Linked DNA regions of Mus musculus: all the other regions are linked to region 1. The links are chromatin contacts, called in public HiChIP or PLAC-seq maps. All regions are on one chromosome and are shown on one strand. The core of a region is the stretch at or near the end of the contact, and the rest is flanking DNA. Distances in the headings are between cores, read along the strand shown. Region 1 overlaps Gm12216 (predicted gene 12216). Region 2 holds the start of Shroom1 (shroom family member 1). Region 3 overlaps Pdlim4 (PDZ and LIM domain 4).

Region 1 (3,957 bases), core at 625-3,124:
CCCCTCATGAGGAAGGAGGCGTTTTCTCACACAATTTAACTAAGGGTCAAAGGTCAGGCAGGGAAAGATGGGGTGCTGAACAGGGAGACCCCCTTTCATAAACTTTTGTACTACAAAGAGCCTTGGAGCTGGTTCAGGCCATAATGGTTTGCTCCAGCTGTCTTGCTGGCCTCTGACTTGCCCATAAGTAAAGTATGAATCACCGACTGACATTGACTCGAGACCAATCTGCTCCCTCTGAGCATCCCTACAGAGTTCTGCCCCTGCCTGCCCTCAGGGAACCCCCCGGGAGCAGGGTGCTGGCTGGACGGCTTCCTCTTGGCAGCTTCTCCAGAGCCCTGGGGACCAAGGCAAGCAGAAAGCTGGCAGAACAGCTTCTGAATTGAAACTGGAAAATGAAACTGGAAAAATCAAAGCCTCACATCCTGCAGGGCGCCAGGCTCTCTTCCACAAGGAAGAGTTCCCAAGGGAGAAAGGCGCATGCTCAGTGAGGGTGGCTGGGTTGTCAATCCATAACGTGGCTTCGTGTGCCATTTCCAACACTGCCTGGGGTGGGAGTGGGGCTGCCTTCACTCCCACCGCCTGCCTGGATGTCCCCATGAGCCAGGAGGCACTCACACAATCTAACTGGGGGTCAAAGATCAGGAATCCTGGGCTCAGCTCCTCTAACTCCACCTCTACAGATACACACGAGTTCCAGGGTACACACACGATGGCAGCCTGGGTAATCCAGCAGGTCAGCCTTCAGACAGATAACAGATTTCCTGACAAAATTAGGATACAGGAGAGAATTCAGCGCAAAAGAGCTACAAATTGACCTGCTGACTCCACCCTACCCTTCATCTCATCTGAAATGTCTCCTCCTCCGGGAAGAGCTGCTCAGATCCCTCCAGCCCTACACATACATCCCTTAGGTTAAGGCCGCTTGAAACTAAACTGCACCTTCTCTTTACCTTGCCTTTGCTAGCTAGCTATATGCTAACATACCCAGCATCTGCCTCTTTCAGTGAACTGCACTCCTTTGCGGCTTAGACTTTGTCTGTGAGGCTTATGTTACGTCCCCGTGCTGCCAAGTACACACTCAGTGTGGAGTCCTTATGATGCTCCCTCAAGACTACTATTGCCTCAGGGGCTCTGGTGTCTACAAGTCTTCCCAGACCTTCATGTGACGCTGTGGTGGTGACAGATACCCCGAGTCTGCAGTTTCCAGTCTCTAGCCCCAGGTCATGGAATACTTGGACTGTCTCCAGTATCTACAGGATTCTAGGTTGGGGGTGGGGATTGGTCATGTGGTTAAACCTCCTGTGGCACATTCAACATAGCTCTGTCTCTGCCCCCTTATCTAAACAGCTGGACGTCACGTAGCCCATTCCACAGACACAAGGACACTTGACTCCAGAAGGACCAGAAGAAAAGCCATTTTCATTGCGTCACGTAGGAGCTAAAAGGTTGGGGAAATGAGCGATTTAAAAAAAAAATTTATTAAATTGTGCCTTCGTGTGTGTGTGTGTGTGTGTGTGTGTGTGTGTGTGTGTGTGTGTACCCTGTTGTTACCCTAGCTTAGAGCAGTTATTACTATGAATACATCTCCCAAACACACAGAGCAGGGTAAACATGAGGGGCCTGCCACCTCATCTTCCTTCCAATGTTTGTCTAGGATAGGACAATAGCTTCATTTATTTAATGTGAAGTTAGAAGTCTTAGCAGAGGAAGGTGACAAACTCAAACTGCCAACCGTTTGAACTGTGGCCTGGCCTGGGCTGAAGACGATGTGGCCAGTGCAGATGGTGAGGGCCCAGGGGCAGCCCACTTCCTCCCTCCCTGCCTGCCTCTGCCTGTCTCTGTCTCACCAGCAGGCTTCCCAGGGCTGCAGGAAGTGAGGCAAGGAGCAGACCTTTTGGGTGTGTTTGTGGGGGGAGTGCGGGAGTAGGGGAGTGGGGCATAGACGGTGCAGCTGCCATGTTTGAGGATGGAAGATTGGTCCTCTCTGGGTCCGGACTTCTGAGCTGCCACGGGCTAGTGTCTGCCTTCTTGCCACTAAGCCTGCTCGACATTAGTCTGCAGCAGGCTCTTCTGTCTTGCGACTGAGTGCCACGGTCTTGATGGTCCAGGGAGACAGGAAGGGGGAGAGTCGAGTCTTCTCTTGGAGGAAATGCAGCTGTGGTTTTGAGACGTTCATAGTGCTGAGCTGTGGTTGGTGTTTCTCAGGGTTCTCAGAGGTGAACGCACGGTCAGCCCCGTGTCACCAAATAAGGTTCACAGTGACCCTAGCAACAGTCTTCACTGCCCATTGGCTGCCGCGGCTGCCATGAGAGGCGGGCTGCTGTTTCCACATGCACAGAGGTTCCTCTGCCTGAAATCATTGCCCTTCAGAGCACCGCAGAAAGGGACCGTGTTATGAACAAAGGTGGACAAGCGGGGGTGGGGTGGGGCGGGGCGGAACTCTGCCGGCCCTGTGAGTTTCAGAGTCCAAACCTCCTGAATCATCACACAGATACTGACCAACACCATCTGTGCAGTGGCCAGAGCCCAGCTTGCGGAGACAGGCCCTCTACCCCCTGCCCGGGCTTCCAGCCTGAACTCCACAGTAGTTACCATTTTGGTTCAGCTCATTTTCCTTTGTGCCAGGCACTGAGCTAGACTCTTTCTATATGAGATGCCTTTGAATCAGTAACCCTGTTACCCCTCTTTTATACAGAAACCGAGGCTGAAGAAAGTAAGGACTGACCCAAAGTTATAAGTCACACTTTAATCTCAATTTAGATAGCTCCAGATCCCATGCTGTTGGCCACTGTACTGTACCGAGTGTCTCTGGCTCAGCCACTCAGCGTTCTGACATAAGGGGGATTAAGATGAAGTCTGCACATGTGACGTATGCCTGGGGAACCTGGTGCCAAGCAGTAGATTGTCTGACTATATATATACATACATACACACATACCTCAGCAGGGTGACCTGGGCATCCCCCCAACAGGCCTCCCAAGGGTCCCACATGGTCCTCCAAGGAGTATGCTGCTCAAACATTGAGGTTTGGGAACCAGATTCCGCTGTGCCTCTCTCTGGTATTTGGTCTCCACTTCCTCTTCTGGACTTCTTCCCATCCCCCACCCAACTGCACCACCAGTGTGAGGAGCAGACAGAAGGCCACCAAAGAGGTGCTAGCCTGTGGGAGCCAGGGGAAACAGGACTGGCAGGCCAGGCCGAAGGGTTCAGAAAGGAAAGAGTCAAAGTAAAAGAGCAGCCATTCCTCCTCTACCCAGACAGCGCTGCTGCGGGGTTAGAGCACCGCCTCCCTAAGGACCACTTTCTAGACCAAAAGTAAAACTGAAGAGGCTGAGGCCTGGCTCAGTGCTAGGAAGCACTTGCTGCTCTTGCAGAGGACGCAAGTTCCTTCCCAACATCCACAACTGCTTGTAACTTCTCTTGTGGCCTCTGTGGATACACGCACATGTACATGCATGCACGTGTGCGTGCGCGCACGCACACACACAAATAAAAACTTTATATATATATATTTGGGAGAGGCAGTGAGATAGCACTGATTAAAGGCATCAGCCACCAAGCCTGATGATAAATTCTATAGCTGGTACCTACACGGGAGGAGAAGAGAACTGACTTCCACCTGTCCTCTGATCTCCACATGTATATGCCATGGCACAATCTCCTACACCCTGACAAAAATAAATAAATAAATGCAAAGAAAAAAATTTAAGATGAAAATGCAAATACCTTATAATTTCAAAGTCCCACTCCTCCGAATCTTTTCTTGCCATAGTCTGACCCTTTTACCCTGGCAAGTTTTGTTGTGTGATAAAACTTCCCATTTGGAGAGGCAACACACATCTGGTCTCCCCAGATAGGGAGCCCAAGACAGACCAAAGTATGGATACAGTGTCCAAGTTGTGAGCCATATGTTTTGGGGTTACTTACAGGAATATGTGTGAGAGGTTACTTACA
Region 2 (3,957 bases), core at 983-3,482, 340 kb after region 1:
AAAATAGAATACATGCTTTTCAAAAGTCAGATGCTGTCGTCACATCAGTAATCTCAGCCTACCTACAGTGAGATGGGAGGTAGAAACAAGAGAGTCAGCTGGAAGCTTGAGGACCAGATACCTCAAATATACTTCCTAGCAGCGGAAACAAGAGAGACCTTGACGCATTGTGAATATGCTTGGCCCAGGGAGTGGCTATCAGAAGAGTAGGCATGGCCCTGCTGGAGTAGGTGTGGCCCTGCTGGTGTAGGTGTGGCCTTGTTGGAGTGGGCGTGTCACTGTGGGTGTGGGCAATAAGACCCTCAGCCTAGCTGCCTGGGAGTCAGTATTCTGCTAGCAGCCTTCAAGTGAAGATGTAGAACTCTCAGCTCCTCCTTCACCATGCCTGCCTGGATGCTGCCATGTTCCTGCCTTGGTGATAATGGACAGAACCTCTGAACCTGTAACCCAGCCCCAATTAAATGTTGTCCTTATAAGAGTTGCCTTGGTCACGGTGTCTGTTCACAGCAGTAAAACCCTAACTAAGACATTCACCATGTGGAAGGTGACAATGGACTCCTGAAAGTTCCCCTCTGATGTCCATAACACGCTGTGACACTCATGCTTATACTAACACACACACACATTAAAGTCATTAATGAAAACGCCAATTTATAATGAGCCATTAAACACGTACATATATCTGTTTTCTTATTGCCCCTAACTTATCTAAGGGGTGCTATTACATGGGGTCTCTGTCCATGCAGGATTCCCATATTGTGCCCTTTGTAGGGCTTGCTGTGCCACCAGGGCCTTGGAGCCTCAGGACAAACAACACAGAATTTTGACATTTGTCCCCGGAGCGGGGATTGCAGTAGAGTCTGCTAGAAAAATAGGCTGGGATCCTGGCTGTGGAGGAAGGTACTTGTTACCTGACAAAGGAATAAGGGGGCTCGGGGCTCAGAACTAGGGCTCTTGAGGGTGGAAACACCAGACCTGAAGGATGAAGCTGGCACTGGGGGCTGAATCTCGAGTGAAGGTGGACCCAGGCAAGCAACCAGACGTGGGACTTCAGGCAAGGTTTGTTGGGAAATTTGATAAAGACAATTTTCAGTGGGCAAAACCAGACCAAGGCAACACATGTAAGTCCAGGTCAGGGAACAGGAGAGGCACTGGAGAAAAGTCAAGCTCCGAGCTAATCGGGAATGAAACAGTCCTCTCAAGGGCCACCTCCCATCTGTCTTCCTGTGAGGACCTGTGCAGGCCTTTCCTTGCCTCCAGCCTTCCCTCAGTACCTGGAGGGCTGTTAACTGCACTCCCTGACTCTCCTTAGAGTCAGAGGTTCAGGGTTCAATGCTCAGATCTTAAATCCTAGCATTCCAGGCTAGGTCTGATGGGTGAGCTTTCAGGCAAACTCCTTGGTTCTCTTTTCTAGTCTCCAAAGCTATGGGTGACATTGCACCCCTGTGAGACATCTATTTTACAACATAGTAGCTGGTTATACAGTCTCTGCTGGTCTTGGGCAGACTCTGTGAGACGCAGGTTCCAGGAGGTGTAGAAAAAGCAGAGGGTGAATGACACCTAGGTAAAGATGGTCACTGCCATGGGTACAGCACATACCCCAGGGCAAAAGCTAAGCCCTGGGGACCACAAGGGGCAGCAGAACCACACAAAGAGGTGAGGAAAGAGGCGCTTGGAACACTAGGAGAGCGGGTGGCCTCTGATCAGTGCATTTCTAGGCCTTTTCAGTGGGGTTCACGGTCCGGGAAGATCGGGGGATTGGGAGGGACCCGGATTCTCCAGCAATCGAAGCTCAAGAACAGAGGGTCCTGAGACGGACGCCACTGTGTACATTGCGTCCCTGCAACAGCTGGGCCACCTGGACAGCTCTGTCCCCTGCCAGGCCTGGCCGAGAGTAAAGGTGCGCAGGGGCCCGATTCCACTGGCGCGGCCGGTCTGGACTCCGGGTCGGAAGGTCCAGACAGAATGACGGTCAGTCAGGCTGCTTCGCGGCCACCGCTGTCGCCGCCCCGACCCTCCCGTCCTTGTCTCCCTTTTGGGAAGCAGATCTGTGGACCACGCGCTGTGTGTCCCCTCACCCGGTCCCGCTGCGTACCTGTGGCTCCAGCCCGAGACGCACTTCAGGGCGCCGGCGATCCCTCAGTGACATCCGAGCCCTGGGCTCCAGCTCCCGACGCCACCTCCAGTCTCCGGCCGCAGCAGGGGAGGCGCCACCTCCGGCCGAGGAGGGGCCGGAGTCTGGAGTGGCGGCAGGGCTGCGGGAGCCGCGCCCCTTCCTCTTGCGATTCTGTACGTGGCCCTAGTCCCCGGCCCTGGACCTCTAACCACCGCAGAGAACTCGAGCCGGAGGGCGATCGAAATCCTCCAAGCACTGCCGGATCCGCAGGCAAGACTTATGGACCAGCAGGCTCCTCAGTGCGGAGGTCAAACCCTCCCGGAGGCAACAAAGGCTCACCTTCCTTTCTTCTTCTTCTTTTAACCTTTAAAAAAATTACATTTATTTATTTACTTAATAATTTGGGAAGTAAGTAATGGGGGAAGCTCCCTTGTGGAGAAGTCGGTACTTTTCTTCCACCCTGTGGAGTACTAGATTCCAACTGTGAAGATCTGGTTTGGTGACATGAACATTTATCCACTGGACCATCTCTCCCGGCCGGTTCTCTTAAACTCCACGATGAAAACAGATGTGCCTGGAGTTCCTGCCTCATGCTCTCTCTCCCTCTGAGTGTGCTTTAGATGGCTGGCTACCTGATCAACTCTGCTCTTCAGACCCACATTTCCAAAACCATGCCACCTACTGGACTCTTTCCACAGGCTCTCCTCTCCTGTCTTTGTCTCCTCGCTTCCCATAGCTCCCTCCACCAGACCCACACCGAACGGAGCCCTGAACTTATGTGCTCGAATCTGCTACTAGGAGTGGGGTCTTCACCTTTTGGTAAAGACTTTGAACTCCTAAACTCCCGTCTGTACATCCTGAGTGCTGGAGTCTTTTTTTCAGCTCAGATGACCGGTGCCACCTGGTCCTCATTCTCTGTGTGTGTGGTGTATGCATGTGTACCTCTCGAGATTGGGTCTTTTCTTTTCTTTTTCTTTTTTTTTTTTTTTTCCGTTTTTGATTTTTCAAGACAGGGTTTCTCTGTATAGCCCTGGCTATCCTGGAACTTACTTTGTAGACCAGGCTGGCCTCAAACTCAGAAATCCGCCTGTCTCTGCCTCCCAAGTGTTGGGATCAAAGGTGTGCGCCAACACTGCCCAGATACTATTGGGTATTTTATTCTATCATTTCTACACCTTATTTTTTGAAACAAGGTCTCACACAGAAGTCATCAATTTGGCTAGACTAGCTGGCCAGCCAACTCCATGAGTCTGCCTACACACACACACACACACACACACACACACACACACACACACACACACACACCACATGTCCCCTGCACTGGGTAACAATGTAAGCTGTGGCACCTAGCTTTTCCCTTAGCTACTGCAGACCCAAGCTCAGCTCCTCATGTTTGAGTGGCAAGCACTTTGCCCACTGCCCCACTGCCCATTCGTCTCATGGTCAGCAAGCTCTGTGACTCCAACTCTGTAAAAGTCTGTCCATTTGAGGACTCTGGAGAACTTGCCCAAGTCTCAGAAAGCACAGAGCCACAGAAGAGGAGAGACATCTAGATTCTCATTTTTATGTAAGTCTCCTTACATAGCCTAGGCTGGCCTGAATCTAGAGTTTCAGACAGCTGCCACATGGAAGCTGGGAACCAAACCTAGATCCTCTATTGGGATAGCAAGTGTTCCTAACCATTCAGTTGTCTCTCCAGTCTACCATATACAAATGAAAGAGACAGAGACAGAGACAGAGACAGAGACAGAGTCAGAGACAGAGACAGAGACAGAGACAGGCAGAGGGAGGGGGTTGGTGAGAGGGAGAGAGAAACTAGTTGCAAAAGCAACGGTTTG
Region 3 (3,957 bases), core at 391-2,890, 270 kb before region 1:
GTAGCAGGGTGGAGGTCCCCTTTCCTTCCTTCCTTCCTTTCCTGGTCATTTGTTCCGATCTAGGCATGGATGGAGCCAGAAGGCCACTGCTGTGTTGCATTTTGGGAATTACAGCCCCAGCATGCAGTGTGGCCACGGGACAGATGAGTGTCCATGGTCCATGTCACAGTGCCGTCTGACTTCCAACAAGTGCTTTATGCAGACCCCAAACCTCTCCAATCCTAAATCAAGGGCTGCCTTGTGACCTTGACACTGAGTAGTAAGGAGGTGCCAGGCTCTCTCAGTCAGAATGACACCCTAAGACTCTCCCTCCCTCCACCATCTCCAGTCCTCCCTCACACACCAGACTTGGGGCAATTTGACCACGTGGCCACCTAGACTAGACCCTCAACCCAACCCTCTTTCTACTGGGCTCCCTTACAGGCCTCTGTCTCTGCTCCCTGTTCAGCCCACTCCTCAAGGCTTATGCCTGGGCCCCAGACACATCCTCCACCTCTTTAAGAGGCTCTGCTGAGGGCCAGCCAGCCTAATGACCTGGCTAGAGTGAGGGACTTGGCATTCTTAGAACAGCTTCCCTGCCTCTGGTGCCCCACTGATTCTCCCACAACCTGAGATATGCAGGAAAGGCTTTGTTTCCTTCTAGACTTATTTTCTATGGGGCCAAAGTCAGGCTTCCAATAGTTCAAGTCAGATCCCATTGTACTGTAGATCAGGACCTTCCTCCTATCAACCACAACACTGCCATGATAGTCTTTATTGCCATCGCTTGTTGCTTTGCATAGCCCAACCTTTGCTTCTCCTTTTGTTTAAACAAGCTTACTACTCACCCGAGGAGCCCTGAAGGAGAGCCCACTACATGACTAAGCCCTCCGTTCTTATCTGACATCTTAGGCCACTCTCATGGCCCTTAGACCACAGGTTTGTGCCATTCTTGGGCAGGTATTTAGAAAAGCATCCAGACAGGGCATCCCTGGTGTGTCATGACTAGAAGTCAGAGCAAGTAGAAGACATGGTTGGAGATATTTTAAAGGGGTCACTCGGGAACCTAGCTGTGTGGCTAGAGCCAGGGCTGTGAGGAAAGGATTGGGCCCCAGAAGACTGTGGGCAGTGTGAACAGAGATGAAAGCACAGAATCCATGTGGACGTAGTGTCAAATCACCGAGCCATTGCGCTGGGTATGGTGGCACACTGGGGAGCAGAGGTAGGTGGGTCTCTTTAAGGTCAAGGCCAATCTAGTCTACATAGTGAGTTTCCAGGACACACAGGACTACATAGAGAGACCTTGCCTCAATCAATCAATCATCAATCAATCAATCTTCCCTGAAAAGGAGGCATGAGTGAGCTTCAACCCCAGTCATAAGACTTTGAGAGGCCTCAGGAGGCCTCTTGGTTAAGGAACATTATTTCCACACTCTAACCAGCCTTATTATACATCGCCTGCCAACCCAGGGTCCACACACCCTCCTGGCTTGCCTTCCATAGAGCTACTGAGTGGCAGGGCTGGGCCCACAGCCTTTAGGCCTGCCCGTCCTGCTTATGGCAGGTTTACGATGTTTTTCTCCCTCCTGAGTGGTGTTTGGCTTTTGGTTTCTATGGCGAAGCAGGAATTTCCTAATGGCCTGTTTCCCATCTGGGCTGGGCAGACCTCAGTGATGACTCTGCCTGAGTGGGTGGAGGCAGCAGGACGGGAGGTGCTCCCCCACAGCCTCCATTTCACCTCCCCGAGAGCCACTCAGGCCCCGGCCAGAGGCTACGGAGGTCAGAGGATGAGCCGACTGGCTCCCACTGGCTCCCGGCTTATCCATGTGTGAGGCCTGGCTTGCCTTGCTGTGCCCTGAGCCTCCTGGAGTGGAGTTTCTGCAGGCCACCATGAGGGAGGAGAATGTCTGAGGTGCAAGCCCTCTCCTGCAAGGTCTTTAGGAATGAGACCAGAAAGGCACCAGGCCACTGGCAGGAAAGGGAGCACAGCTCTGCCCCAGGAGGGTGACGACCTGAGCTGTGGCTTCTTGCTTCAGCAGACAGCACCATGCTAAAGAGAGGGGGAATGTTGGATATTTCTCTTCTCCCCCAGCTCTGGTTTCAGGCATGGGATGGAGACTAATAAGCAGACATATCTCACTATCCCAATTCCTGCCACAGGCCTGAGAATAAGAACTGGCCCAGTGCTCCTGATGACAAGGCTCAAGCACATAGGATCCACATTGACCCTGAGTCCCAGGTAGGTATAGACACTGCTCACCTGGCCCAGCTAGCTCAGAGTGAACCCAGGACAAGAGGCAGGCATGGCCAACAGACTTCAGTGAAATTCTCACACTGATGGTCAGACAGCCAGGGTATACTGAAGTAGACAGCTCCTCTAGGACATGCCTGCTTCTATCCCTTGCCCTGGAGCCCCTGCAGTGTGCTTGACCCAACTCCAGGCTAGCCTGCATTCTTGGCTAGGGTGCCTGGGATGGGATGGGGCTGGGCTAGGTCTTGGCTCAAGATCTCTCCACACAGAGCTGAAGTTTACTCCCACACCCAGAGAGACCCAATCAAAAAGAAGTCAGCAGGCTTAGAGAGAGATGAGGGTAGGCAGGTGGCTGTGAGGAATCAGGCTGTGGCCATTCCTGTCTTGCACGACCCTCATGCACTCTAAAGCTGGAGAGGTCCCTTTTCATGTCCCAGAGGAGTTGCAGCTGTCACACTGTCCTCAAGGAGAGAGAGCAAACCTGGCTGCACTGAGTTCTCATGAGAAGAGAAGCCAAGTGCACCAAATTCCAGATACCTAGACCATGCTCCACATCCCTGGACAAGGTCACTCCTGGGCTAATCTGTGATGTAGCTTGAATCCAGAGTACTCAGTATGAGAGGTGTGGCTTCTGGGCCTGCTCTTGTCTGCTCTCTCCACATGGAAGAAAAAGGACCAGGACAGAGAGACATTTCAATAAGAAGTCAGAGAGGGCTCTCCAGAGGAAGGAGATTCAAGTCCAAACCTTAGGACCCAGACAGAGCGGGTAGGAAGAGGAAATGCACCCCACAAGCACCTGAAGCCCAGGGGTGCGTGTGCTTTGAGATCAGAGCAGTGACAGGGGAGGTTGGTGAAGGCAGAGGGTGAGCTGATTTGTCCCAGACTTCAGCTCATCCCGGGAAACATTTGGATCTTAGTAGCTTGCTTTGTCTGAGGCCCTTCAGGCAGGGAGAAGAGAACAGATTTGGCAGAAGGAAAAAAAAAAAAAAAACAGGCAACAGGGAGCAGAAGGCGGGCGGGCTGTTCCTGTGAGACGCCTGGCTCCTCTCAGCATCAGTGCTGAAAGGGACAGGGCAGAGACTAGTTGGGAGCGGAGGGAGTCACCAGGGACTCAAGGCCAGTGGGCTCCAGGGGGCTCCCCTGTGGCGTTTGAAAGCTGGCATGGCAATATGCCTTTCCTTTGGGGTTGGGAGGCTGGGACTGAGAGTAGCTTCAAACAGGGTCTGGTGGCTAGAGCTGCAGGGGGACTTCTCCTGCCCCCATTCTTTTTCTCACAGTTTTTCTTCAAAGGCCAGCAGCGATGGTCCTTACTCCTTACTGTAAGGGGAGTGAATTTCCACAATCAACAGAGCAGTTTCCTTAGCTGCTGCCCCCCTTTTGTATTTAAAAGGTCGTAGGCTCCATGGGTGGCGACAAAAACACCCTCCCCGCCTCTGCGGGGCTGTGTCCCCAGGAGCACAGACACAGGGCTCATTGTCCCCACACTGCCCCCTCCTCTGAGTGTGGAGGTGGGGCTGGCTGGAACCATTTAGGGAGAAGAAAACTACACTTACCCCTAGGCCAATACAGGGCACCCCTGGCACGCATCCCCAAGAGGAATGGGTAACTGCAGCCTCAGGACCACGTTCTCTGCAAGGCCACAGAGGACCCTCTTTTCTCAGGGCCCTGGAGGGACAGAAGGCACACGGGCCGCCCAGGGTGGGAGAAGCATCTGGCTAAGAAAAGCT

Evidence for each region. HiChIP or PLAC-seq counts read pairs in DNA pulled down with a chosen protein or histone mark.
Region 2: an H3K4me3 HiChIP or PLAC-seq map of bone marrow-derived macrophages shows a contact between it and region 1, with 5 times the contacts expected there. The contact joins the promoter of Shroom1 here to the enhancer-like site in region 1. A contact is called at or near these places in 1 of 39 promoter capture datasets (liver), 1 of 484 Hi-C or Micro-C datasets (liver) and 3 of 115 datasets of contacts at active chromatin or transcription factors (bone marrow-derived macrophages, hepatocytes and pancreatic cancer cells).
Region 3: an HNF4G HiChIP or PLAC-seq map of pancreatic cancer cells shows a contact between it and region 1. The contact joins two enhancer-like sites. A contact is called at or near these places in 1 of 39 promoter capture datasets (hippocampal neurons) and 1 of 115 datasets of contacts at active chromatin or transcription factors (pancreatic cancer cells).

Annotation. Positions count from the first base shown.
Region 1 is chr11:53,793,303-53,797,259 of GRCm38.p6, reverse strand. All of the region lies in intron 3 of Gm12216 (predicted gene 12216), which reads left to right. Among named protein-coding and RNA genes, the nearest start is that of Irf1, 25 kb to the right of the region's middle. Within about 2 kb of position 1,874, at least 255 of the 459 cell types and tissues checked have an H3K27ac peak or open chromatin away from gene starts, as enhancers often do. A contact at or near this core is called in bone marrow-derived macrophages, hepatocytes, liver and 1 more, where this site is marked.
Region 2 is chr11:53,455,480-53,459,436 of GRCm38.p6, reverse strand. Shroom1 (shroom family member 1) reads right to left here and starts at 2,232. Exons shown (of 8, transcript NM_027917.3): 1 at 2,096-2,232.
Region 3 is chr11:54,058,199-54,062,155 of GRCm38.p6, reverse strand. Pdlim4 (PDZ and LIM domain 4) reads left to right here. Exons shown (of 7, transcript NM_019417.3): 3 at 2,140-2,218. Among named protein-coding and RNA genes, the nearest start is that of Pdlim4, 8.8 kb to the left of the region's middle. RefSeq lists an enhancer at 2,741-3,957. Within about 2 kb of position 1,640, at least 164 of the 459 cell types and tissues checked have an H3K27ac peak or open chromatin away from gene starts, as enhancers often do. A contact at or near this core is called in pancreatic cancer cells, where this site is marked.